Regions from separate parts of the Mus musculus genome. Here regions 1, 2, 4, 5 and 6 are each linked to region 3. A link is a contact called in public promoter capture Hi-C data. All regions are on one chromosome and are shown on one strand. Each heading gives the region's core, a stretch centred on a gene start, on an enhancer-like site or on the middle of the called end of the contact. The rest is flanking DNA. Distances are from core to core; before and after follow the strand shown. Region 1 holds the start of Chd8 (chromodomain helicase DNA binding protein 8). Region 2 holds the start of Arhgef40 (Rho guanine nucleotide exchange factor (GEF) 40). Region 3 holds the start of Abhd4 (abhydrolase domain containing 4). Region 4 holds the start of Mphosph8 (M-phase phosphoprotein 8). Region 5 holds the start of Slc39a2 (solute carrier family 39 (zinc transporter), member 2). Region 6 holds the start of 2410022M11Rik (RIKEN cDNA 2410022M11 gene).

Evidence for each region. Promoter capture Hi-C pulls out the DNA fragments that hold promoters and counts their contacts. Capture Hi-C pulls out chosen DNA fragments and counts their contacts.
Region 1: a promoter capture Hi-C map of liver shows a contact between it and region 3, with 2.8 times the contacts expected there. The contact joins the promoter of Chd8 here to the promoter of Abhd4 in region 3. A contact is called at or near these places in 3 of 39 promoter capture datasets (the C10 cell line, hippocampal neurons and liver).
Region 2: a contact with region 3 is called in a promoter capture Hi-C map of frontonasal cranial neural crest. The contact joins the promoter of Arhgef40 here to the promoter of Abhd4 in region 3. A contact is called at or near these places in 6 of 39 promoter capture datasets (the 3T3-L1 cell line, frontonasal cranial neural crest, hippocampal neurons and 2 more).
Region 4: a contact with region 3 is called in a promoter capture Hi-C map of pre-B cells, with 5 times the contacts expected there. The contact joins the promoter of Mphosph8 here to the promoter of Abhd4 in region 3. A contact is called at or near these places in 3 of 39 promoter capture datasets (hippocampal neurons, liver and pre-B cells).
Region 5: a promoter capture Hi-C map of pancreatic islet shows a contact between it and region 3. The contact joins the promoter of Slc39a2 here to the promoter of Abhd4 in region 3. A contact is called at or near these places in 1 of 39 promoter capture datasets (hippocampal neurons) and 1 of 9 other capture datasets (pancreatic islet).
Region 6: a promoter capture Hi-C map of cranial neural crest shows a contact between it and region 3. The contact joins the promoter of 2410022M11Rik here to the promoter of Abhd4 in region 3. A contact is called at or near these places in 4 of 39 promoter capture datasets (cranial neural crest, hippocampal neurons, liver and 1 more) and 1 of 115 datasets of contacts at active chromatin or transcription factors (astrocytes).

What each region holds. Positions count from the first base shown.
Region 1 is chr14:52,256,421-52,259,120 of GRCm38.p6, forward strand. Chd8 (chromodomain helicase DNA binding protein 8) reads right to left here and starts at 1,340. Exons shown (of 38, transcript NM_201637.3): 1 at 1,258-1,340.
Region 2 is chr14:51,983,453-51,986,152 of GRCm38.p6, forward strand. Arhgef40 (Rho guanine nucleotide exchange factor (GEF) 40) reads left to right here and starts at 1,381. Exons shown (of 24, transcript NM_198249.4): 1 at 1,381-1,539. The coding sequence starts at 1,537.
Region 3 is chr14:54,258,029-54,260,728 of GRCm38.p6, forward strand. Abhd4 (abhydrolase domain containing 4) reads left to right here and starts at 1,255. Exons shown (of 7, transcript NM_134076.3): 1 at 1,255-1,291. The coding sequence starts at 1,269.
Region 4 is chr14:56,666,943-56,669,642 of GRCm38.p6, forward strand. It overlaps Mphosph8 (M-phase phosphoprotein 8), which reads left to right and starts at 1,306. Exons shown (of 14, transcript NM_023773.2): 1 at 1,306-1,622. The coding sequence starts at 1,410. It also overlaps the pseudogene Gm4032.
Region 5 is chr14:51,892,173-51,894,872 of GRCm38.p6, forward strand. It overlaps Slc39a2 (solute carrier family 39 (zinc transporter), member 2), which reads left to right and starts at 1,438. Exons shown (of 4, transcript NM_001039676.2): 1 at 1,438-1,742; 2 at 1,917-2,047; 3 at 2,284-2,334. The coding sequence starts at 1,628.
Region 6 is chr14:56,810,693-56,813,392 of GRCm38.p6, forward strand. 2410022M11Rik (RIKEN cDNA 2410022M11 gene) reads left to right here and starts at 1,297. Exons shown (of 1, transcript NR_152252.1): 1 at 1,297-2,700. It overlaps Zmym5 (zinc finger, MYM-type 5), which reads right to left and starts at 772. Exons shown (of 8, transcript NM_001253753.1): 1 at 642-772; 2 at 48-167.

The sequences.
Region 1 (2,700 bases), core at 90-2,589, 2.0 Mb before region 3:
GGTGACCATAAAAAGATATTTTTAGGCAGAAGACACTCTGTAATCAAAAAGACAATATCCCAGCAGGGGCCAGAGGTGCACGCCTTTAATCCAGGCAGAGGCAGGAAGATCTCAGTGAGTTAGAGGCCAACCTGGTCTACAAATGGAAAGCCAGATATCCTTTCAAAAGAAACAACAGCAACAACATAAGGGAAACATTCAAATTGCAAATCCATGTCCTAGAATCTGATGTGCCCCCCCAAAACGACCTCAGTTGGCACTAAGCCAGTCTCTGAGTTAACAAACTCAGAACAGAGATTCTGTGGACATCGATGTGATGGCAGAATGCAGCAAAATCGCTAAAGCAAGGTCCTCACTCGTGTCTGAGATGTCTCACTGTGTCTATCTTTTGAAAGAAAATTACGTAGCGTTTAAAATCCGACTTCTGGCTCACTTTGCTCACTCACTGCGAAGACTGGTTCACTACATACCTCCTCTGGGAAGCCTTTAACGACGTCAGGACTGCCCCTTAAAGAGGCGCTGCTGCGTATGCACAGCTGCAGCAATGGCAAGCCGACTAGAAACAGGTAAATTAAGACACAAAAAAACCAAAACAAATTTTAAATAATATTCGCCAAGAGGCAGTCCTCCTCTAGTGAAGAGTTTACATAATGTGTCAGAAAACCAAAGAGCTCTGCAGACCTGTCAAGGAAGACACAAGACTTGTGCTGTTCGTTTCCTCGTCACCTCTACTTTGCAACAGCCCCGCAGAAATTGGGAACATAATAAATCCGAACACGTTCACCTCAGGCTTCCCTACCCACATTTACTAAAAACATTAAAGATAAGAGAGGAGAGGGAAAAAGAATCCAGCCAAAACAAACTAAAACCCTGGCCTCGCACTTCTGACTCCAACGTATGGAGTAACCTAACCGAGCAGGGGAGTTTTTCTTCTTGGGAAAGGAGGAAGAAGAAAAAGGCAACTGTCTCGAATGTGCGCCTCGCCCAGCAGTGCCATGACAAGCTCCAAAACTCCACGCTGGCCCTAGCAGCTCCCTCGCGGCCCGTCCCAGCACGGCCCCGCGGCCCGTCCGGTCCCCAGCGCCTGCCTCTCACAAAGGAGAGTGGTTCAGCCCCGAGCATCCCGCACCTGATCACCGCTCGGCGCTGCACCCGCATGGGTGCGAGCGAGCGAGCAAGCGAGGACGTTGTTACCCCACCCACTACCCGCCCAGGCTCCGACGAGGCTTGGTGGAGCCGCGCGTGCCGCAGGCTTACCTGAGCCAGTCCTGCGGCTTCCTTCCCTGGGCAAGAGTTGCAACCCACCGTCCGGGAGAACAAGGCGCCTTCCGGCGGAGCACGGCCAGCCCTCGCCGCAAGCAAGCTTGCTAGTCCTCCATGCGCCTGGGCCCGCCCACCGCCCTCCATCTACCAATGGCGTGGCCGGAGCCGGGCGCCATCCAGGAAGTCTCCGAAGGCTGGGAGGGCCTGAGGCTGGGAAGGGTACGTAGGCAACCGCAGATATGCCTGCTTGGAAATCGGAGCGGGCGGCGGGCTGGCAGGCCAGGCCTCTGACCCCCGCCGCTGGGGGCGCTGCAAACCCGGACAGCACCTGCTACCTGTCTCGGGAGGCCATCTTGGGTCGACTGGCTTGGTGATCTCCCACGATTACGTATAGGAATGTGAAGGCCTTTTTGGAGTTCTGTTGGTCCGTTTTGGTCCAGCCCCTACATGCCCTCCTCTCATGTACTCAGGATGCCTGTCAGTCATGGGGAGGAACTCTGGAAAAACGTTGAACAAGACTGGAAACAAGCCCCACCACCTCTTAAACGTAGGAATGATGCTGGTTTATCAAAGAAGCCAACGATCAGTTTTTCTGAATGCCACTTCTAGGGTGATCCTTGACAAGCAGGATTATCAACACATAATCGACACGGGTTTTATAGCCATTCTACTTGCTTATCTATGCACGTTTCAGATTTTCCAGTATTAGAGTTTTGTTTGTTTTTTTGAGACAGGGTCTCAATATATCAGGCTGGCGTTAAACACAGAGATATGGTATTTGAGGCATGAGCTACCACGCCCTAGACCAGTGTTCCGATTTTAGCAACCCAAAATTCTGAGTCATTTAGTAATATCGGGAGTGAGGAATTTCACTTAAAAAGCAAAGGACCTTAAATTTACCAATAGTTCCAATTACTACGCACGAATACACACTGGGAAACAAGACTTATCAGAGGTACACTGACGGAGTCATTTATTCTGGAAAGAAGCAAAATTTCACCATAGGTCAAACTACACTGAGAAAGGTGTTCCTGCATTTTCTAAAGTTCTGCCGACTACATTTCCATACAAGAAGGGTTTTTTGGTTGTTGTTTGTTTGTTTAAATACCAGTATTAGAAAACTCGAGGAAGCCGGGCGTGGTGGTGCAGGCTTTTAATCCCAGCTCTCGAGAAGCAGAGGCAGGCGGATTTCTGATTTCGAAGCCAGCCTGGTCTACAAAGTGAGTTCCAGGACAGCCTGGGCTACACAGAGAAACCCTGTCTTGAACCAACCCCCCCCCCCCAAACAAACAAACAAACCTGAAGGAAGCTTGAGCAACACAGCAAAACCTGCAAAATTTGTTTTTAAAGAGATTTATTTATTTTTATAAACTTTGCTCTTGTCATTTTCCCTAAACAATATAATTTGTCAACTATTTGCACATCACCCGCACTGTT
Region 2 (2,700 bases), core at 131-2,630, 2.3 Mb before region 3:
TCACTCTCTTGGTCATTAATAACAAGGAGACTGAAGAGTCTACCTTAACTGGAAGGTTGGAGATAGCTCCACAGTTCTTGCCGGTTAATCACAGGGTTTTCCCTGCTTGAGATTCTTTTTTAACCCTATGAACCAGAGGGCTCGTGTCATCCCCATGAATTAAGTTTCTCCCTTCTCCAGACCCACAGGAAAAGGGGCAGAATGTAGCATCCTAAGATGAAAAGAGCCTGTCATGGAGGCCCTTTCTTCTCCTCCTGCTCCAAGCCTCATCGACTGTATCCACTACCACACGTCTTCTAAATAAACTTTACCCTCTAACTGCAATGCCAACACCTTCACGATCTCTCTGGGAAATGAGTACCTTTCAGATCGCCTCCCAAATGTCCACCTTTTGGACCAGTCTGTGACTCAGAGACAGGCAGGGCAACCCCTTGATGTGCTGCGGTTCCTCAAGCCTTTTTGAGAGACCCCACTCGGCCTTCACTTCCATGTAGAAGTGATACTCGAGTTTGTAGGTGAGGCAAAAAAAAAAAAAAATTAAAGGAGCCTAGCCCCTTTTGTCTGAAGTGTAAGATAATAGTCACTGCCAAAAGCCCTAGCATATGGGCCACTATCGCCCTGCAACAAGAAGGAAAGATCTGACATCAGTACTAAAGCGTGGGGTCTAATCCGGGAACTGTTGCTTCCCCTTCTCTAACCGCAGAGCAACAGGGGTCTAAGGTAGAGAAAAAGGCAAAGGCAGCGTGGAGCAACTCCGCAAACGCCCCCAGACCCTACAGAGGGATCCTGATCCCGGGGCCCTGGCCTCTCAGCCGTGACACATATCCCCCCACCCCACATGCCAAGCCTTTACTTCGTAATTCCCCTCATCCCCCGCCCTCCCCAGGCTGCACACAGGAGCCCATTGTAGTCTCATGGAGCCTTGAGACCCAAGAAGGTGGAAGGGGAAGAAGGGCGGGCAAACGCCCAAGGCTTGGGGGAATACCCTAATTTCCCGGCCTTCAGCTCTACCTAAAGGGAACTAAAGGCTGTGGATCGACCTGGGCCCCAGGACCTTGCCAAGCCTTGCCACGGACCGGAGATGTGTCATGGACCCTAGAGATGGAAGAAGGCTTTTGGCCGCCGGGCAACCTGGGACCTAGGCGGGTCCCCTGCAGGGTCCCGAGCTGAGGCTGAACTGATCCCGCAGAGCGAAGAAGACGCGGGAAACCCGGGGCGTCCTCAGCTGGGCGGTTCTCGGAGGGGGCGGGGCGGGCTGGCAGCAGACAGCCAGGGGAGCGGAGGCGAGGCTTGTGGCCAGGGTTGGGGGGGCTTCTCGGCTGGGGTCCCGGGCTGGGCGGGGCGGTGCAGGCGGCCGTCTCGGCCCTCCCTGGCGGGGCCCCCGCGGCCTGGGCTGCCGAACGAGCGGGGAGAGCCGCGGTCGCCGCGCGAGTTGTCCTGCAGCTAGACCCGGCGAGACTGAGCGCCCGGAGGGAGGCGGTGGCTCACCCGCCCCGCCCGCCCGCCGGAGAGTGGGACACCTCCCGACGCCGAGCCATGGTGAGTCCCGCGAAGCACCCCGGTGTCCCCTCGGCCTTCGCGCAGCCCGCTCCGGGCCCCCAGCCCCGTGCCTCTTGTGCCCGCTTAGCGCTCCTTGGCGCTTCGGAGACTCTCCACCCTCCCATCCCCCCTTCTTTTCTTCGATCTGCGGTCCTGCTGCCTGCTCAGTCCCTACCGAGTATTGCCATGACCCTTTCTTTCTTCTGTGCCACCTCCCCATCCTTCGATGGTCTTTGCACACATCCCACCCCCGGTCTTTTTGGTCCTACCCAGTCTTCTTTTGCTGAGTTTTCCCTCCCCCTCCCTATCTCAGTTTTTCACTCCTGGAGACCCTCTGCGAGTTGGTCTGGCGGCAGCCCTTGAAAGGGCACTGTCCTGGGTCATGAGAACTGACCTGCCTGGAACCACCATTTTCCATCCCAGTCCCCAAACCCGGTGAGATGGGCCCACCCATCCGGCCCTGAGGGACTAGCCACAGCTGTGGCTGGGCCAGGGCCAAAGGGCATGTCCAAAGGGAAATTCCCTCACAGAAAGGGGGCTGTTTGGGGGTGGGTAGGGGGTGTTCCGCAGTACCAATGGGCGTGACGTTGCCAGAGCCAAAACCATAGTTTTTGGGACAAAGTTCCCCGAGGTTCATGCAGCTGCAGGGAACTGAGCTGTTCCTGACAGTGCCTGCCTCAGAGCACTGTCGCTGCAGGGAGGGATCTGGATGGAATCCTGTAGAGCAGAGGCTCGGAGAGCAGCAGCTCAGGGTACCAGAAGCCCATGTCAACCAGAGTGAACACTAAGCCCGGAACTTTCCGGCCAGAAGTACTATGAAGTACTACGGGGAGAGCGCCCACTGCCCAGGCGGGTGCAGCCTATAATGCTCATTGCAGAGTGGAGGAGGGGGAGAGGCCCTGCCAGGGCAATGTCTACGGAGAGTCTGGGAAGCATCACCCTGCTCAGAGGGTTGGAGCAAGACAGGAACTAGGCCAGTGAGCGCTGACTCAGTCTCGCCCGTCGTTTGGTCCCAGCCGACCAGAGGCCTGGTGTCTTGGGCTCCTGCCCACCTCCGCCTGCTCCAGACCCCTCCTCCCCTCCTGCCGAGGCCGTTTCCTGTGGCTGCGACTCTTGTTCAGCCATGAGCTCACCGCCCCTAATGGGTTGCAGCTGCTTCGC
Region 3 (2,700 bases), core at 5-2,504:
CTGGGTTCGATCCACAATCCTGAATCAACAAGCCTGGCAGAATACCCTATAATCCCAGCACTCCAGAGATAGAAACAGGAGACTCGGAAGCACAGATCATCCTCAGATACACATCCAATGTGAGGCCAACCCAGGACACATACACCTTGACGTGTGTGTGTGTGTGTGTGTGTGTGTGTGTGTGTGTGTGTAAGAGAGAGAGAGAGAGAGAGAGAGAGAGTCCTCAGTAGATTCTTTCCCCTTAAGTATGATTAAACTACTGCAGTGGATAATCAGAAAGGGAGCGGCTCCAGGGATGCCACACCCCCTTTGCCATTTCAAGTGAATTCTGAAGCCAGCTTCAAGATGTGTCCCGCCTCTCTGCCGAGCCAGCCTGAAATGTGCTCAAAACTTCTGGGTTAAGTCACTTCACATCCCACATCCTTAATCTTATATCCACATACCTAATCACGCCCAGCCTTATGCGTTAGGCCTTTAACTGGCCCTCCTCTGGGAGGTCCACCGAATGGAAGGAAGCAGGATACTGCTACTTTTTCCTTGGAAAGTAGGTTGAGGCAAGACATCCCCAGAACAGAGAAATGCTTATGCTGACAGGTGTCACCCCTCATCTTAGAGCTGTGAATACAGGATGCCCCAAATACTACAGGGAGCCTACTTAGCTTTAAACTTTGCTGTCTAAAATTTAACTAGGCAGCATGCTTTTTGTATTTCTGGAACCGGGAAATCTTGGGTTACAATATCCGAGGCCCTTTTATAGGAAGCACCCTTATGACTCCACGGACATCTAAACCATTTCCATAGGACTACCAAGGCAGATGAAGCGTCTGTGACCTGAGATACAGAGGGAAGCTTGAGAACGTGAGCAAGAGGCAAAGCAGTTCCTTCACTCTTTAATTGAAGGAGGTGTGGAGGCGGGGCTGGTGGCATTCCAGTGAGGAACTTTGAGTTTTAAACTACCTGTCTTCCTGTCTCCCTCACTGTCCCCCAAAGGGATGTGATCCGGATTAAGGAGCCTACTTTTGTGGGACCGTAGTGTTCAGCCTGGACGCAGGCCAGAGGGAGCAAACAGAAGGAAGCACCCAACTGATTGCTGTCCATGTGCTGAGTCGGTTGGTCTGCCAACTTTGCCCGCTAGAACCCCGCTAGCGACCCAGGCCCCGCCTCCGGCCCCGCCCCCTTTGTTATCCGATACTTCCCTGGGTCAGCTGGTTCTGGCGTCGAGCGGAGGGATGGGCTGGCTCAGCTCGACCCGGCAGGGCTTGTTTACTATGGCTGATGATCTGGAGCAGCAGTGAGTTACTCCTGTCCGTTTCTCTTTCTGTCTCTATCTGTCCGGGCCAGGATCCGGGGACTGTCTGTAGTTGCGGACAGCTTCAGACTCCCCGCCTTTCCTTTCAGGTTGGCTTCCAGGGAGGGATGGGTTGCGCTCAGGAGCCCCGGGAGCGCTGAGAGATGAGAAGGCTGCGGAGCTGGGAGAGTGTTGAGGGTTAAGCTTGCGTTCAGCCTGGGGACTCTGACTTTCCACTAGTCTTCGCGATCGCCCCTCTGGTAGCCCAGTTAGATTAGTGGTAAAGCACGAGGAATAAGCTAGCTCTTCCCGATGCGGACGTGGTGCTTGTGGAGACTTGCCCGGAACTAAAGTCGTGGGTGTGAAAAGCCCTTGAAGGACAAGGCATGGGTAGGAGAAGTCTCCACTGCGATGGAATTAGTGTGGAACTGGCTTGCAAATTCCTTTAGCCCTTGGCCGCCTTTACGTTCTGCTTGCAATCCTAGTTGATAGTGTTCTTAATCATAAACACATGCTTACTGCCGTGGTTTCAGAAGTAGGTTTGTTAGATTGGGATGTGGTTACTGCTCGCCCAAGGCCATCAAGTTTGAGATGCCACCTGTGTGATGGTGGTCTAACAGGATCGGGAAAAAGTTGCTTAGAGGAGAATGACTCAGCTCCAAGGGTTTCACAGGAACAGGGCCTTCCCTTGACCTAATATTTGTCCTTTTGGATCTGCAGAACAACGAAATAACTTTGTATCAATAGTAAACAATCGTGTAAGGGACCTAAAAGAACTGCCCAAGAAGAGTATTGCTTTCTAAGAGGAAATTTATGGTGCCTACAGTGACTTGCGGGAAACGGCACTAGAGCCAAAGAAGACTCAGGTCATTCAGCTCCGTTTTACAAATAAAGCAACAGATGCGGATGCCCATAGAAATTCAGAGACTTGCTCAATGTTAAGAGGCTGCTTGCCTCACTCTCCCACCTCAGCTCTCACCTCCCTAATAGCACTGACACACAGTGTGACAGGCACTGTTGCCTTTTCTCTTTCTGGATTGTTTGTACAGAAGAAAGGCCAAGCTGTGCCCATAGCTCCCTGTCCCCCAACCCCCACCCCTTCCAGGCCTGTGTGGACTGCTGCCAGTGTTGCTGTCTCATAGGGAAGCATTTCTCTTGAGCTCTGCTGTCCAGAGTTAGAGATGTGTGGGGTTCGTTCAGGTGTCATGGTCTGACTTGTTATAGCCTACAATGCAAAGAGGAAGTCTCTCTTTTGAGACTGGCCAAGATCTGTGGTCTAGGTATTGGTGCTTCATCCAGCGAGTTCCCATGATACTCAGGGTGCCCATTGTGTATGCTATGAGTAGCTGGGATGGTTCCGCCAAGGATGCCATCATCTTCTCCTGCTCAAACCCACAAGCCCTTGCTGCAAC
Region 4 (2,700 bases), core at 56-2,555, 2.4 Mb after region 3:
GTTATTCAGGGTCCTCTTGCCTACCTACCAGCAGAGTTAGGCTTTTCCTCACAAGGGCACAGGGGATTTAATGGCAAACTAGGACTTAATGATAGGTGTGACTTGGGGCTCAGCCATTGAGCTGCCCCTTAGAGGCTTTTTTTTTTTTTTTTTTTTTAATAAGGTGGATAGGCTTAATGGCTGGTTGTAAGTTAGGGTTGTCTCCTTTTGTTGTGGAAATGGAGTCTAATTGGAGGTCAATCTTAGTGCACTAACGTTAACAGAAACTTTCTCAGCAACCCAAAACTTCAATGTTGGCACAAAAATGTCTTTCCTAGAGTTTGTAATAAGCCTGGTAATTCTCTTCCAATCATATCGCAGGCTCGCTTCCTAGTGACTCCTTTGTAGCATCAATATTACTCGTTTCTCTTGCATCAACCCCGCACCTGCTTCTGATATTTTCAATTCAATAAGAAGCAAGGGAACTTGGGAACAAACACATAGGTGGTTTTGGCTTGGTTTATCAGGTGTGAATGATCCAATTAATTAAGTATAGCCCAAATGGGGCCAAGCCAGGCAACCTGGGCTCTATCTTTTGAAGGAGAGAACCAACTTTTACTCAGCTACTAGGACCAAGCCTCCAACCATCACCTGCCAGACAAACGCCCTATCACTGAACTACTTTCAAAGCCCAACAAGTAAATCCCATAAATTATTACTTGATACAGTGTCTTGCTGTAAAGATTGGCCTTTCTCCTGACAGAAGAGAATACATATTGGGGGAATTCTCTCGCTATGTATGCCCTTGGAAATTAAACTCAGGTCCTCATATTTGGCGACCAGGGCCGTAATCTGCTGAACCACCTCCGGGTCCCTATTCTCTATCTATAAACGCTACTCACTAAAATGAAATATCCCTATAGGCTATATGTAATTGATTCGACCGCAGACGCCATATAAGCCAGCCAAAACCATACGAAAGGATTCCTGGGCAGCCATTCCGCACAGGCGGGTCTCGCTAACACTGGGGGTCCCTTTCCCAGAATCCTCATGGTCTCCTTCCGACAATCCAAACAACAGGTCTCCTCAGGCAGCGGGCGTCACCGGAGTTTGGGAGGTGAGGTGCTAGGACCGCCCCTCGCAGTCTCCCCAGGGGAGCCCTTCCGCTCTTCCCTGAGGCAGCGTTCTTCCTCAGAGTCCGTCGACCCGCCCATCCACTTCCCGTGAACTCCCCAGGGAGCCGGGGAGCGCGCCTTTGCGTGATTGGCCGTTCTGTGTGTCAATCCAGAGCTCGGCGCCCACAATTGGCTGGCTTGCCTCACGGTCGAGTCACGCCGCTGGAGCGGATTAGGGCGGAGCGGCAGGCGCGCGGTGCTGTCCCGCTGTGGGTCGCCGGCGGTTTTTCGCGTTGGTTTTGCACTGCGTCTGTGATGGCGGCGGCGGCTGAGGAGGGCATGAGTGCGGCCGCTCTAGTTATGTCAGTTCCCGACAGCATTGGCCGTTCTCCCGAGTCCGAAGGAGTTGGAGCAGGGGACGAAGAGAAGGACGCAGCCACCAAAGGAACGGTGGCCGTTGGGGACAGCGAGGAGGATGGGGAGGACGTTTTCGAGGTGGAGAGGATCCTGGACATGAAGTGCGAGGGAGTATGTGGGGGCTGAGCGGCCGGACAGGGAGTCTCCGGGGCGGGGACGGCGGGTTGGGAGAATCCGAGTGGGACGCCGAACAGCCTGGAACAGCTTGGGAGGACGGTGGCGGTCCGTAGGCGCAGACTGACATCCTGGAGAGGACCCTGGCCGCAGTCGGTGGAGGATGGATGCTTAGGGAAGTTCTAAGTGTTGTTTTGGCAGAAGAGACGAAGCGGTGACATGGAATGTTGAGAATCGTAGGATGCAAGGCAGCTGGTGGGAGACTTCTGTGGCCTTCAGCATTCGGGTATACGGTTAGGGCCATGGCTTTCCGTTAGGAAAGACTGGAGGATTCTCTACACCGTTGTCCCAATGTTTTCTAAAAGTAGAAAATGCTCCTTGGCTTAAATTCAGGAAATCCCATTCACACCGAGTGCCCGGGACAGTAAAGGTTTCCCAACCCAAAGTGTCCCTTTTCTGCGCGTTTTATGAGTGTAACTCAAGAGATTTAGAGTAAGCTTGAAAGGACAATCTTCGCACATCGTGCTTGAACACTTAACATCCTCCTTGCTGCGAATGTCGTCCCCGGGAGAAATTCTTAGTCTGTATTTCCAAGGCTTGGGATCCATCTGTTTGTGATACCTTTTCTCCCCTCTCTTCCCTTACCCGAGCTCTGCAGAAAAAGGTGCTTTCTCAGTTCTGTCCTTACTCTCTTACCTCTATTTAAGTCATTGTCTTTTATCTCTGTATTTGTCTTTTCTGCTCTAGATTGTGGGCTCCTTTAATCAGGGGATGTGGTTTATAATAATGCTTGAATCACGGACACTTAGTCCAGTAACAGCAAAGGCTGATTTTGTTGTTGCCGTTATCTGATACCGTGTACTGGACCCAGGGTTTCATGAATGCAAGGCAAGAGCTTTACCACAGAGATCTATCTCACGGCTGTGGGATTATTGAATGAGTAAACGAAATGGGAATTTGGAGAAAGGAGAAGATAAGGGCTGTAGATAGGAATCGTGCCTATACGATGGTTTTGTTTCTGTTGTATTTTCTGTCATTTGTTATCTGCCATATGCCAACTTTCATCTTAATTTTT
Region 5 (2,700 bases), core at 188-2,687, 2.4 Mb before region 3:
GTTTGTTTGTTTTTCGAAACAGGGTTTCTCTGTGTAGCCCTGGCTGTCCTGGAACTCACTTTGTAGACCAGGCTGGCCTCAAACTCAGAAATCCGCCTGCCTCTGCCTCCTGAGTGCTGGGATTAAAGGCGTGCGCCACCACACCTGGCTTCCCTCAAAGTTAGTCTAGTCAGGACACCTCTGTTTATTTGGTTTGTTTCCATTTCCTGTTTCTATTCTAGAACAACCCCATTTCGCAACAGGAAATGTTAACCCCCCAAAACAGGAGGATGCCCATCAGAAAGGCAAGGGCACCTCAAGTCTACCTTCACACAGCCTAATGCCCAGCTGTAAGGGAAGGGGACCGAGACCCGGAAGAGGGCTGGGGGCAAGCTGATAAGATCACACCACAGGCTTTGTTAAAGGTCAAGGTTTTTAGAGTTGTTGGCACTGATAGACATCTGGTAGACCATTCAGGTTCAGCGCTCAGGTTCTGCACTTCAAGCCTATAAATTGCCCTGTACAATGAAAATGACAAGGTTAACAGTTGCGAATTACAGTACTAGATGGCCACTGGGACGGCACAGCTTGCCTTGACTGAAACAATGAAAGTGTTCTGCCTGACCTTTTTTTGTTTGAAGTTTGTGGGTTTCCTTAAACTTTAAAGATAAAAAAAGAAGTGTTTAAACTTTTATATAAGAGAAAAAAACAATTGACTGATTTCTCTGGGGGGGGGGGGAGGCTTCTTCACAGAGACAGAAAGTGACAGGTGGGACATAGGGTACCAAGGCTCTGGAGAAGCAGAGGCAGGTAAGTCTCTGAGTTTATCAAGGCTAGCCTGATCTACATAGTTCCAGGCTGGCCAGGGCTATACAGTGAGTCCCTGCGTAAAAAAAAAAAAAAAAAAAAAAAAAAAAAAAAAGTGACAGTATACATGTTGTAACACTAGGAATAGCACACAGGCACACACACACATGAGACAGAGAGAGAGCACTCCCAGGGAATTTCCATGCCTGGAGCTATTTTTCTGGAATTAGAGGAAAGGGGACTCTCATCACTTGCTAATTCACACAGAAGAGTAGCAACTCCACCCCCTTTACCCTCAGGTGGCCCCAAATCCTCTCTGAAAGGGTTCAGTTCAAGTATCAGCGCGGCCACCTGTAAGACTTAGGATAGGGTAGAGCGTAGGTAGAGCGTGTGGAAGGCTTATATTAAATGTCCTGACCGTGGCAGGACCAAATTGCCTCACACATAAATTAGCTGGGACGTAACTACCGTAGGTTGTTCCATTTGAGGTTAGATCAACCCCAGACATGAACTAAGAGTCCTCAGAGAGCTTGGATTAGTCACAGCATTGAAGAGAAAACTTCTCTGAGCTGGACCTGGCAGGGAGTCTGGAGTTTCTGGTTTGGAAGCTCAGGAAGGTGTAAGGCAGGGGAGGGGCCTCCAGATAGTGGGAGGGTTGGTGACTGGGGCTGAGCCCTCGTCTGCTATGCGGGTGAGAGCTGTGTAAACCCAGACAGTCCAGGGACAAGAAGGTTATCAGCAGTCCTGAAATTCACGAGAGGAAATACTCCACTTTGACCACTTCAACTGCTCCTGACTGCTTTTGCCTTTCTGAGGTCTCTACTTACCCTACAACCCAAAGATGGAGGTACTACTAGGAGTAAAAATCGGCTGCCTGCTTGCTCTTCTGGTTCTCACACTGGGCTGTGGCCTTACTCCCATCTACGTGAAATGGTTCCAGATGGATGCAGCTACAGGTACAGCCCCCACTCTGACTCTGTTCCTCAGACCGCCTTATCTCAGACCTTTCCTAGCATCTGGCTCTGTTCTCTCCCACCCCACCCCACAGATGTTGAGTGCCATCTGTTGCTCTTCATTCATTCCCATTTACCTCACTGCTAACTGGAGAGTAACCTCTGCTTTTTTATTAGGTCATCACCACAGGGTCCTCAGCCTCCTGGGCTGCACCTCTGCAGGTGTCTTCTTGGGAGCAGGGTTGATGCATATGACTGCTGAAGCTCTGGAGGGAATTGAGTCAGAAATTCAGAAATTCGTGGAACAGGTGGGTAGCCAAGAAATCCAGTGGCAGGGCTATGGGACCGGGATGACAGACAGAAGCTGGGGCCATCGGGAAAGCTCTGAGTGCAGCGCACCGGTGGGACAGCCGCTGTTGAGTAGACGTGGGGGGTGGGGGAGGTGGTGGGGTTGAGCATCTGAGGAAAGCTTGTTGGCTGAAAGGGCAGGACAAGAACTAGAGCTGCCTCAGACTCAGTCTAATTTCTGTTTCTGCCTTCCTAGAATAGTACAGGAAGTAAGGGAAATTCTTCTCGTGATGCTGCTTCTAGTTACGTAAGTATCTATCATTAGCCCCTGCCTGGAGATCGAGGCGAACCTGGGACTTTTCGTGCCCCTTTTGATATGTGAGGAATACCAGGACTCTCTACTCTCACTTCAAATAATGTCAAGAAAGACAGTGCCGACCTAATCTTTGTTTGTGGGCCCTCAGAAACAGCTCTTGCATCACTCCATCCTTCCTACCCTGGACCCTATGACAGAGGTCACATTATTTTCCTTTATTTCTAATCCAAGCGGCATTTTGTCCCTCAGCCCCTCTGGATCTCTCTCCTCCACGAGGCTCCTCTCGGGCTCCACCCCTTTTGGTCCTTGTACCATGTGGTCCCGGGTCCACTCTATGTCGTCTCCTTCTTTTCCTGG
Region 6 (2,700 bases), core at 47-2,546, 2.6 Mb after region 3:
GAAATAAATAAGTCAAGGTGAAGTTATTCCCAAGCTGTTCTACCAACCTTCTCCAAATAAACAATAGATCAACTAAACGACAGCAGGCCAAGCTCATATGTTCTTTCCAGTTTCAGAATTATGAGTAGAGCGCGCAGCTGAGTCGAAGAGTAAACGCGTCCTCGAATCTAGAAAGGGATTCACATTTCTCCTAAGTAGTTACCACTCAAGTACAAATCCGACCCGGGAGAGGTTCAACAATTGGGTCCCATTTGCCGCAAGCACTTGATTAGGGCCTAACTCCTCAGTAGCCCGCGACAGGCACCAGGTCAGCCATTAGAAACTGGCTCAAATAAGATTAAAAGCTGCGACAGACCGACCCAAAAAAAAAAAAAAAGAGAGAGAGAGAAAACGCCGCGGGACGTAAGAGGACGCCCCTTAACACGGAAAACTTGGGGTGTCGGTTGAACAGACAGGGTGGGAGTGCGGCCCCCGGGCGGGAGGGCCAAAGGGCCCCTCCCCGACCCGCCCGCCCGCTCGCAGCACAGAAAGGAAAACACTCTTCGACCTCCGGCCGCTGCCGCCCGCACCCGGAGGCTCTCGCGCTCCCCGCCCCGCGGCCGCCTCACCCAGCCAGCCCTGCCGCGCCCGCGCTCCCTCACCCCTCCGGCCGCACGCGAAGCCGCCCTGGACATCAGCGCGGCCCCCAGCGCACCCTCAGGCCCCGACGCAGCAGCCGCGACACCGGCCGCCGCGGGCTGTTAAGCCCGGCTCGGTGGGAGGCTCCCGACGCTGCCCTCACCCATCTCCGCCTCCCCAGTCGCCCCCGCCTCCGCCTCCTCCTCCCGAGGCTGCGCTGCTCCCAGCCACCCCCACTCTCCGCGGCCCTCGACAGGAAAGACGGCGGGGAGAAGCCTCACCGGGTTCTGGCTGCAGCTCCGCGGAACGAACCTCCCCTCCCCCGGCCCACCCCCCTTCGGCGACACGCACAACTCCGCTCGGTCCAGTCCCGGCTTTAGCGCTGGTGAGGAGGAGGCAGAGGAGGCGGTGGCACGGCGGGGCCCGGGGAGGCCCCGCCCTCCGCACGCTCATTGGCTGATGGCGTGGGCGGCACGGAATGCCTCGGGCAGGCTCCATTGGCCCAGTCGGCCTTCTTTCAGGACCCTCCTCGGTGAGGTAGTCACGGCGGCTGTCCGTCAGACCTGGGCCACGCCCTCGGGCCTGCCGGCCCCCCCCCCCCCCCCCCCCGCCGCCAGCCCCGGGCTGGGCCGGCCCTCCCTCTCTTCCGCCCTCCCTCCGTGCCCCCGCCCCGCCCCCACTCGCGGGGTCTGCCCGGGTCAGGAGCCCGAGTGGCGCTGCCCGCAGTTCGGCTCGCGCTTCGGCCCTGGGGGCGGGCGATATTCGTCGAGGCTTCCGGTGGGCCCGGGATCGGGACACTGGGTCTCGGCCTCCAGACGGTCGCCACGGCCCTTTGCGACTCTGCTCGAGGAGAGACGCGGCCTCGATGTCCCGGCGTCCTCCCTGTCCAGGCCCCCAAGACCCCGGCGACTGGCGAGCCCGGCAATGCCTGCGGCGGACCGAGGGGGCGAGCCCGGCCGCGGCCGCAAGGGGACTGGTGCGCTGGCGGCCGTGCAGGCGCTTCCACCTTGCCTGGCCCGTGGGAAGGGTGTCCCACCTCCGCCATGGCTGCGGCGGGAGGAGACGTCGGCCTCCATTTTGTGGGATCTGTTGGGAGAACTTGGGGCCCATCAGAACCGAACCCGTGGGGACGAGAAACTTGGCCCGGAACGAGTCCGATCGCGCTCTACCATAGGCCTTGTCCTCGGCCGCCAAGAGTTTGCGCGCCGAGATTGCGGCGGGGCCACAGGACAGTGGTGACCCCAGACTGCCGCCGGGCAAGATGGAGCCCCGGGCTCCCTTAGCGGGCTCGCGCCCCTGGGACCTGGGCTGTCTGGCCTTGGCCGTCGGTGCCTGGCCGAGCACGCGCTCTCCGGCCTGCCCGGCGCCTGTCCTCCACGTTTGCCGGGCCTCGGGCCATCGCGTGCCCTTCGCTTCATCCTGGCTCCGTGGGCAGTGACCCTCTAATGGGAGTCCCACCGGACGCATTCGGAGCGGAGCCGCTGGAGGGCGGCACGAGGGTCTTTTGTTCCTCGTCTATACCCATGTCTTTGGCAGAAGACTTGGTGCCGGATTTCCAGGACTCCCTGTAACCTAAGAAATGCACCTCGCCCTGGTGTTTGTTAGCGGGATTACAACTGATGCTTTTAGGTTGGATTGAGGTTCTTGTTACATAATATGTGAAAATATATGACTCTTAACTGGACTTGGTGGCGCATGCTTTTAGTTCCAACACTTGCAGGCAGAGGCAGTTGGATATCTGTGAGTTCGAGGCCAGGTTGGTCTACAAAGTGGATTCCTGGACAGTCAGGGCTACACAGAAAAACCCTGAGTTGAAAAACCAAAAGAGCAAAAATATATATGAGTCTCTCTTTTAAGACAATGTCTAGCATAGTCTGGCCTGGAACTCTGTGATCTTTCTTCTGCCTTTGCCTCTCTCTTCCTCTGCCTCTGGAGCATTGGGATTGTAAGCATGTCACCACTGCTTTCTTGGTTTAGGCTTAGATATGATTTGAAAACAAAATCCCACACCTCATAGCACAGGAATGGAGTGCCAGTATTAAAGGCACAGAAGTAGCAGAATCAGTTCAAAGCTGACCCAGG